Regions from separate parts of the Gossypium arboreum genome. Here region 1 is linked to region 2. Evidence: chromatin contacts called from public Hi-C data. All regions are on one chromosome and are shown on one strand. The core of a region is the stretch at or near the end of the contact, and the rest is flanking DNA. Distances in the headings are between cores, read along the strand shown. Region 1 holds the start of LOC108467168 (histidine kinase 3-like). Region 2 holds the start of LOC108459346 (non-specific lipid transfer protein GPI-anchored 1).

What was found. Hi-C and Micro-C count contacts between places; a contact is called where the count stands out from the background.
Region 1: a contact with region 2 is called in a Hi-C map of leaf, with 3 times the contacts expected there. The contact joins the promoter of LOC108467168 here to the promoter of LOC108459346 in region 2. A contact is called at or near these places in 2 of 5 Hi-C or Micro-C datasets (both in leaf).

Annotation. Positions count from the first base shown.
Region 1 is chr2:67,449,511-67,453,816 of ASM2569848v2, forward strand. LOC108467168 (histidine kinase 3-like) reads left to right here and starts at 1,453. Exons shown (of 11, transcript XM_017767718.2): 1 at 1,453-2,602; 2 at 2,801-3,082; 3 at 3,285-3,454; 4 at 3,717-3,929; 5 at 4,162-4,306. The coding sequence starts at 2,114.
Region 2 is chr2:66,543,032-66,547,485 of ASM2569848v2, forward strand. LOC108459346 (non-specific lipid transfer protein GPI-anchored 1) reads left to right here and starts at 2,925. Exons shown (of 2, transcript XM_017758705.2): 1 at 2,925-3,579; 2 at 3,663-4,103. The coding sequence starts at 3,240. The coding sequence ends at 3,889. It overlaps LOC108458181 (YTH domain-containing protein ECT2-like), which reads right to left. Exons shown (of 8, transcript XM_053024888.1): 8 at 4,434-4,454.

The DNA of each region.
Region 1 (4,306 bases), core at 203-2,702, 910 kb after region 2:
TCTTTATACAATTTATGTTGTAATAATTTAATACTTGTGATTCTTTAAACATGTAATTGTAATTGAATTTGAAATTTAGTTTTTGTACTTGTATTTTCAGAAATTTATTCTATCTATTTTTAAATTTTAAAATTCAAGTCCAACTGATAATCTGATTAATTTTTTAGTTGAATTCAAGTTAATTACATTCTTTTTTAATAACATGGCTACTAAGTGAGTACTTTTTTATTTTAAAATGTCACAATAATAAATTTAACCTAAAAAAATTAACAGTATTAATATTTGGATCTAAAATTTGAAATCGAAAAGTAAAAGACTAAATTTCTATAAATACAAGTATAATGACAAAATTCCTAATTTTGAAAGGTACAAGGACTATTGGCACATTTTAACCAAAAAAAATATAATTAGATAAATTAAAAGTTTATGATATACATATAAAATTAATACTTAATTCAAGATAACAATGGGTAAATTAGTCTTTATATATTTCATTCTTTCATTAAATTTAAATTTATGCTATTAAATGTTTATTTTGGCATTTTATATATAAAACATAACAATAAATTTAGCCATTAATTTTTACACATTCATTGATTTTTCCCTACTCTTTTGTTTGAACTAAATTAACCATCTAGCAATTTACTATCAACTTTTATCATTTACATGACACTACTTTATCTATATTTTATTACAACAAAAATTCTAAAATATCGTAGAGCATTAGTAAAAATTAGGTTAAAGACTTGTGTTGTTCATAAAATTGAAATTTAGTTTTGTATTTTATTCTTAAGAGTTTGATCTTTTATTTTTAGATTTTAAAATTTAGATTCAATTGTTAATTATATTAATTGTTTTGTTAAATTTATTAATGTGACATTTTGAAATAAAATATTCACTTGATTGCAATGTAACTAAAAATAACATTCTAATGAATCTAAATTTAACACAATAATTTTAATAATTTCAATAATTAGACTTAAATTTTAAAATTTAAAAGTATAGGGATTAAATTCTAAATTTATAAATATTAGAGATAATTATGGCATATTTTAAGCTAAAAATTATGATTCCAAAAATTATAAAAAAAAGTGTCAAAAGATTATAAAAGAAGTTCTAAATTTAAAAATAAAACATAGATGTGATAATAAGATAAAATAGTACTAAAAATTAAGGGTTATTTTGCTTCAAATAAAAAGTATATGCTAAATTAAAAATAGGGTATAAAAATTAATGACTAAATTTTGTTATTATAGAACAATTTTTTGATATTTTTAATCAGATAATTTTAATAGAAAAATAATATTTACCGTATGAAAGAATCCGAGTTGTATGTTTAGTATACCCTAAATTCAATAATCCAAAATAGGAATTATTGCTACCTTTAATTCAATGAAGCAAGTTCTTAAAAACTCTATCGTCTTCTTGATCTAATGTTTTTGACAACTTCGAAAAATTAGAGGGCTCCTAATCTCAAAAATGGGTACAAAAGTCGAATAAAAAAGAAAAAGAAATTATGTTAATTGGTATAGAAATTTGTTTTCATGCAGAGCAGCAAAGGGTACTTTTGTTATCATAAAGTACAGCCAACCCGAGAATAGAGAGTTAAAAGCGTGTAGAAGTTGTACACTTAGACAAAAAAAGCAAAAAGAAAATTTCTCATTTGTTATATTATTTTATATTTAAAGACAAAAATTAATAAAATATACTGGTAGTACCGGCACTACAGTGTTGCAGTAGTATAATATATAATTCGTGTTTGTAATTAGAAACTCAGAATCTTGTGGGGGGTTTTGATTCTTTTTTGTGGTTATTGTGAAAAAATTTCCTTTTATCTTTCTCAATTCTGGGTTTTCTATTTTGCCATCCTCAGTTAGAAAGCTATATTGCTGGATAAGATAGCATCTTTTTTTCTTTCCCTCACGGTCCAAGGCCTTACAGTCTGTCACATGGTAAATTTGGAGTTTGCTGGGAGAGGGTTCATCTTATCCCAAGGTTCTTTTCTGTTGATGCAGAATTTTACTACACAGTTTCTATAGATTTGACAGTGGGTCTCTGTCTTTAGCTGGAATTAAGAAGGAAGTAAGACCCACAATTGGTCACTGTTTCTTGGATGAGTTTGCTCCATGTATTTGGGTTTGGTTTAAAGGTGGGGCATCTGCTTTGGATGTTATGTTGCTGGGTAGCATCTATGATTTCCATGAACTGGTTCATTAATGGTGAATTTAAGGACGCTGAGACAGTTCTCCTTGGTCATAGTGGTAGTAAGATGTGGTTGAAATTCTGGGACAAGTTCTCAAACTATAGCTTCAACATCCACCATCAATATTACCAGTATGTGGGTTCCAAGAGAATTAGCAAGACTTGGTGGAGAAAGCTCTTGTTTTCATGGATAATTGGTTGGATTTTGGCTTCTATTTCTATACTCTATTATATGAGCTTTCAAGCTACCGAAAAGAGGAAGGAGACATTGGCTAGCATGTGTGATGAGAGAGCTAGGATGCTGCAGGATCAGTTTAATGTAAGCATGAACCATATCCAGGCCATCTCCATTTTTATCTCAACTTTCCACCATGGCAAAACCCCCTCGGCTATTGATCAGGTAAGTTAATATCCTCATCTTGTAACTTTTAGTTAAGATAGATGATTATGCATTTCCTTTGCTTTATTGATCAGGATCGGTTTATCAAGTAATGATCTTGTCAACTTGATAGCCAAACCAGGTCTGAGTGTTTGTAGTTAGGAATTATGATCCTTCTTTTTTTGGATAACAAAGGGAACTCACTTTAATCACATCTAGAGGACTTTTGCGAGGTATACGGAACGAACTGCTTTTGAGAGACCTCTTACAAGTGGCGTGGCTTATGCTGTAAGGGTGCTCCACTCGGAAAGGGAACAATTTGAGAAGCAACAGGGCTGGACTATTAAGAGGATGGATACCCTTGAACAAAACCCAGTTCATAAGGATGACTACAATCCTGACCTCTTAGAGCCATCGCCAATTCAGGAAGAATATGCTCCTGTTATCTTTGCGCAGGATATCGTATCACATGTGGTTTCTCTTGATATGCTGTCAGGACAGGTTAGCTCTTTTACTATCTAAAAGCTTATTGAGAAACCCAAGATTCCTTGGATCACTTGTATTAAGCTTAACTCGACTGAAGATTTAATTGTACTACTTTCCAGTTAGGAGGAATAAAATATTTTCAATCTCTCAAGAATTTTGAATTCATTATTAATTACACACTTCAGTTATGAATACTGAATTTCTTGTGTACTGATAGGAGGATAGCAAGAATGTATTGTGTGCAAGAAAATCAGGAAAAGGGGTGCTAACAGCTCCATTTAGGCTACTCAAAACAAATCGTCTTGGAGTTATTTTGACATTTGCGGTCTACAAGAGGGATCTGCCCTTGAATGCAACTCCTACTGAGAGGATTCAAGCTACTGACGGGTATGTTTTCAGTATGAACAAAAAGTAGGAATGTCCAACAAATGTCTCCTCCTTTTATAAAAATTAATGGGAAGATAAATTCCTTATGCTTCTCATCTCTGAAACCACATACATACATGAAAAAGGTAAAAGCTGCAATAGCTTACAGACATCAATGAAAATAATGCCTTGTTAAAAAGGGTGAACCAAGCTCTTTTCTTTTTAAACGAGATCCCTGATAGGATGCTCTAGTTAATGGCTCTGATAAGATGATCTCAATCAGGTATCTTGGTGGAGTGTTTGATATTGAGTCACTTGTGGAGAAGTTGCTACAACAGCTTGCAAGTAAACAAACAATCCTTGTGAATGTGCTGGATACAACTAATCAGTCGTACCCTATCAGCATGTATGGCTCGAACGCATCAAATGACGGGTTGGAGCATGTCAGCCTTCTTAATTTTGGAGATCCATTCAGAAAGCATGAGATGCGCTGCAGGTAGTTCATAGATTTTCGATTGCCCAGATTTCACCTTCTCTTTGATATGGGCCTTTGCAAGTGCGTGTCAACCTTTATATAACATGGACTGTTATCTACACCCATAAAACAAGGTTGTTTAATCTTCAAGAGAGGTTCTAAATTGTTTTCCTTCTTTCTTCAAGAAACCAAAACATTTTAAAAATAAAGTAACTTGAATATAAATCATGGATTAATTTTGTTTTTATTCTAGGTTTAAGCAAAAGCCACCATGGCCATGGTTAGGAATAACAACTTCAATTGGCATCCTTGTGATTGCATTACTTGTTGGGCATATATTCCATGCAACTGTAAATCGACTTGCCAAGGTGGAAGATGACTGCCATAAGATGATGGAG
Region 2 (4,454 bases), core at 1,675-4,174:
AACCAGTAGGTCAATTCCCTATTTTTAATATATTTCTAAATTTTATGGAGCTAAATTTGGGATGTTACAGTACATCTCAATCCGAATGTTTGATCTTGAGTCCTTATAAAATTTCTATTTAATAATAATATTGCAATCGATAAAACATTCTTTGTCGGTTCTTGCCAAAATATTTTGATAATATCATAGAATCTTGATACCCAATGTTAACTCATGCGAAATTTGTCGTTCAAGGACTTGATTTAGGTGAAACAAACCATTCTTAATCACGAAGAACGTCATTCAGGATCCTGGTGACAGGTATGTGTTTTTTTACAAGCAAATCAGGGCAAATTGTGCCTAGGATTAGGGTCACACAATCTGTCACACGGGCATGTGGACCACACGACCCCTCACACGATCACGTGCCTCTAAAACCCTAGGGTAATTCAAATTTCACATGACTAAGAACCCTTCACACAGCTTTCCACATGATCTTGTCTCCCCTATAGCTTGATTTTGAAATTTTCACATGCCTACAGTCTGTTACGCGACCTAGTCACACGGCCGTATAACCCATCTACACAGTCTATAACATTCCACATGACCTGGCCACACTGCCATGTGCCCCATGTTTTACAATTTCGCTCAAAACTTTTATGATTTGTTCAATTTAGTCTTTGAATGGTTCCTAAACTATTTTTAGTGTCTTATTTTATTCAATTAAGTCCCTGGTAATATGAATAATGTTAGAATCCTTGAATTGATTTACTGAATTAAAATTATATATTTGCATGAATTTTTAATGAAATATACATGCCTATGGTGTCTGTATTTGTGATTGTACGTACAACCTACCTTATGTTACCATTAAACTGAACACATGATAAGCATGCCTTTTTGTTACTGAATCGATCTATTTTAAGCATAATATCTGCCACTGTATCGAATTGTTATAAGCATAATGATTGCTACCTCATTGTTCTGTCAAAAGCATATTAAATGCTACTGTATTGATCTGTTTTAAACATGTCATATTACATTGCATAGGGTGGGACGATATGTACAAAGGAATTTTTAAAAATTGGTCTCTCTCAACAAAAATTTTAAAAAATTCAACATATTTTTCAAAAATTCAAAATTTTATAAAAGTTCCAAAATTTATATTTTAAAAAATTATAAAAATTTTAAAAAATTCTAAAGAGTATATAAAAAAGTTAAATTTTTAAAATTTTCTAAAATAATAATTTTGGAACCTAAATTAATTAATTAATGATTCAAGTTATACTAAAGTATTTTTTCTTATTTTGCTTTGAAAAGTTCTGAAATATACATGGTTTCAAATTTATATAGTCTAACATGAAATTAATTATACTAGAATAAGATTTTAATTTTTAATTTTTAATTTAACTAAAATAATTTTACTCGATTCAGTTTGACTTGACTTGAATTTCATTTTACTCGACTTAATTGAAAAATTCAAATCAAATTAAAATAATAAAATAAGACTTATCAACTCAATTAATTTAAAAATTTTCACTCGATTCAATATAATGCTTATACTTAATCCTATTAACTCATCTATCATGTTAAGATAAGATTTATCTCTTTCGTTAAGGCCATTGAACTTATAAAACAGAAAGGACACTCACCTCATCCATTTTCAATAATGGGAGCTTATAAATGAGACTGACCTACATTTTGATCCTAGGGTAATTACCCTTTACTTTCCACCCTATACATAAATGTGTCATTTTTGTTTTATCCCCGTAGACATCAGAATCAGTGTGTTTTAATATTATCATTTTGAATTTATTTGTATTTTAAAAAATTCTTTTATATATAAATATAGCTCAATTGCATATATATACATATATATACAATTATTTGTATAAAAATATTAATTATGTTTAATAATTAATTAAGTGATTATATTTTAATTTTAATGTTATATAAAAAGTAAAATAATTAAGATACAAAATTAAATTTTAATTTAAAATATTAAAATTTTATACTAACATATATGAATCAGTATAACCATTACAAATAAAAATTTACACAGATAAAAAACCAAACATAATTGTTTCCATTTATTATTGGAACAGGATGTTTGATTATATCTATCATATTTAAAATATTATATATCTATAAAAATCTTATTATATTATTATATAATTTTATTATATTTATATTTGTACATATTAATTCAGATTATTTTTACCTAGTTCGATCCTTCAACAATAAATACACATGAATTAACGGTTGATATCAAGATTTTAACAATATTATCAAAGATTTGGCAAGATTCGAAAAATCAATTAATTAAATCAAAAAATTATGAAATTTAATCATTTAAATCAAAAAATTACAATTTTAATCATTGAAATGAAGTGTACTTACCATTTTTGGCAAAAATATCAAATGTTATTAACGACAATTCTGAATACCAATAGAAATTAAAGGACTGGGGAACAATTCAATAATGAAAGAAAAAGAATCAACAGTCCAAAGATTGAAAATATGGTGCAAGAATGAAAGAAAAAAAAAAGAATTTGAAAAATGGGCAAAGTGAAAACCAAAATAGGAGAAAGAATTGATTACATATCTAGGGTTAGTAAACCATAGGTGCGACACAAGTAGTTTACTCAAAATTGCCGAAAATAAAAAAAAAAAAAAAAATTGAAAAGATAGGCACTTAAATTTGGGTCTAGAAAAGTATTCTAGCACTTTAACCATAAAACCTATAATTCATTTCTTGTTTAATCTTAATTCTTAATCTTATTTATATATTTTAAGGTGGCAATAAATATTTGACTCAATTTAAATTAAGTATCCAGCTCCCAATTTTAAGCACACTAACCTATATAATTAATGAAGTTCCAATTTCCAAACCGCAAACGTTTAAAACTTTCCTATGTTAAAATAAAATTTCTAATTAATTTACCAACCAATTGTCACCACGGTTGGCTGCCCAGCGCAACCTCATTTAAACTCCTCTTTGTAAAACCAACAACTTGTCACTCCCTACCTTACTCTGCTTGCCGCCCAACTAATGAGAGGGGGCCTCCATTTATATCTTAACATCACCACAGCTGATTCCACATCAGGTGTGACATATCAACGCTCCACAAACAATCCTCTCTTTCCATTCAAATGCACATCATTAATACTAAACCCTAAAATTTCAGTCTTCCATAAATATACGCATTCATAGGTAGTTCCAAGATATTTTTGTGTGAAGAAGACTCTGAACTCAAACAATGGGAAAGGGTTGGGCAGTGAAGGTGATGATGATGAGTTTGGTGGTGGTGGTTGGTGCGGGTGATGAGAGTGGGTTAGCCAAAGAGTGCAGCAAAGATTTACAGAGCGTGATGACTTGTTTGAGCTTTGCGCAAGGGAAGATGGAGAAACCTTCAAAGGAGTGTTGCAGTTCGGTTTCGAGTATAAAAGAAGAAGAACCAAAGTGTTTGTGTTATATTCTTCAGCAGACCCAGGCATCCGGGGCTCAGAATCTTAAGAGCTTAGGCGTTCAGCAAGATAAGCTTCTTCAACTTCCTTCTGCTTGCCAGTTGAAGAACGCTAGCGTCACTGACTGCCCAAGTAAGTAGTAACCTCTCTTTTCTCTCCTTTTGCTTTGATATGTAATAAAATTAGTGCATGTTGTGTTTGGAATGAATGAATAGAGCTTCTTGGATTAGCACCAAACTCACCAGACGCGGCTATATTTACAAATTCTTCCTCAACACCGACGACGCCATCCACCGGGACACCGTCAAGTGCTTCAGAGAATGCTGATAATAACTCCGGTGGAACAAAGTTAGAAACTGCTCACTTGGTTGGTTTCACGTTACTGGTTGCATCGGCATCATTTTTGTATGCACTCCCACCGGGATTGGCTTCCCTGTTTTAGGCGGTGTGCATGCATGGGATGGGAGTGAACTAAAAATGCTTGAAATTCCTTTTGTTTTCGTGTTTTGTTTCAGCTGCACCTGCAACATGATTTTACCATTCTTGTACTTACTTTCTTAACTTCAATCATCATATTTAGGGGAGATGTTAACTCTAGGTACTTGTTTCATGATTTTTTTTTTTTAATAATAATTCGACTTGGGTGATTGTTTGAATATTCTGATACTTAGTATATTAGTACATATTCTGCGATTTACGGTGGTTAATTATTTTCGGATTAATATGTTCTAAATCTCTATTTTTTATATTTAGATTGAATGAATGTATAAACATATGTCATCCGTGATTGAGAAAGAAAAGAAAATGGATATCAACTATAGTATTTTGTTGGATTTTACTATGATTTTTCTAAATTAAAATGGTTTTAGTTCAATTTATTAATTTATAATAAATTCATAATTTTTAGATAAGTTATACCTAATCACTCAATTATCATAAATTTTCATTTTAATAAAAAAATTACCCACTATGGGTATATTAGCCGATTGAATTCCAACGTGGTTGGC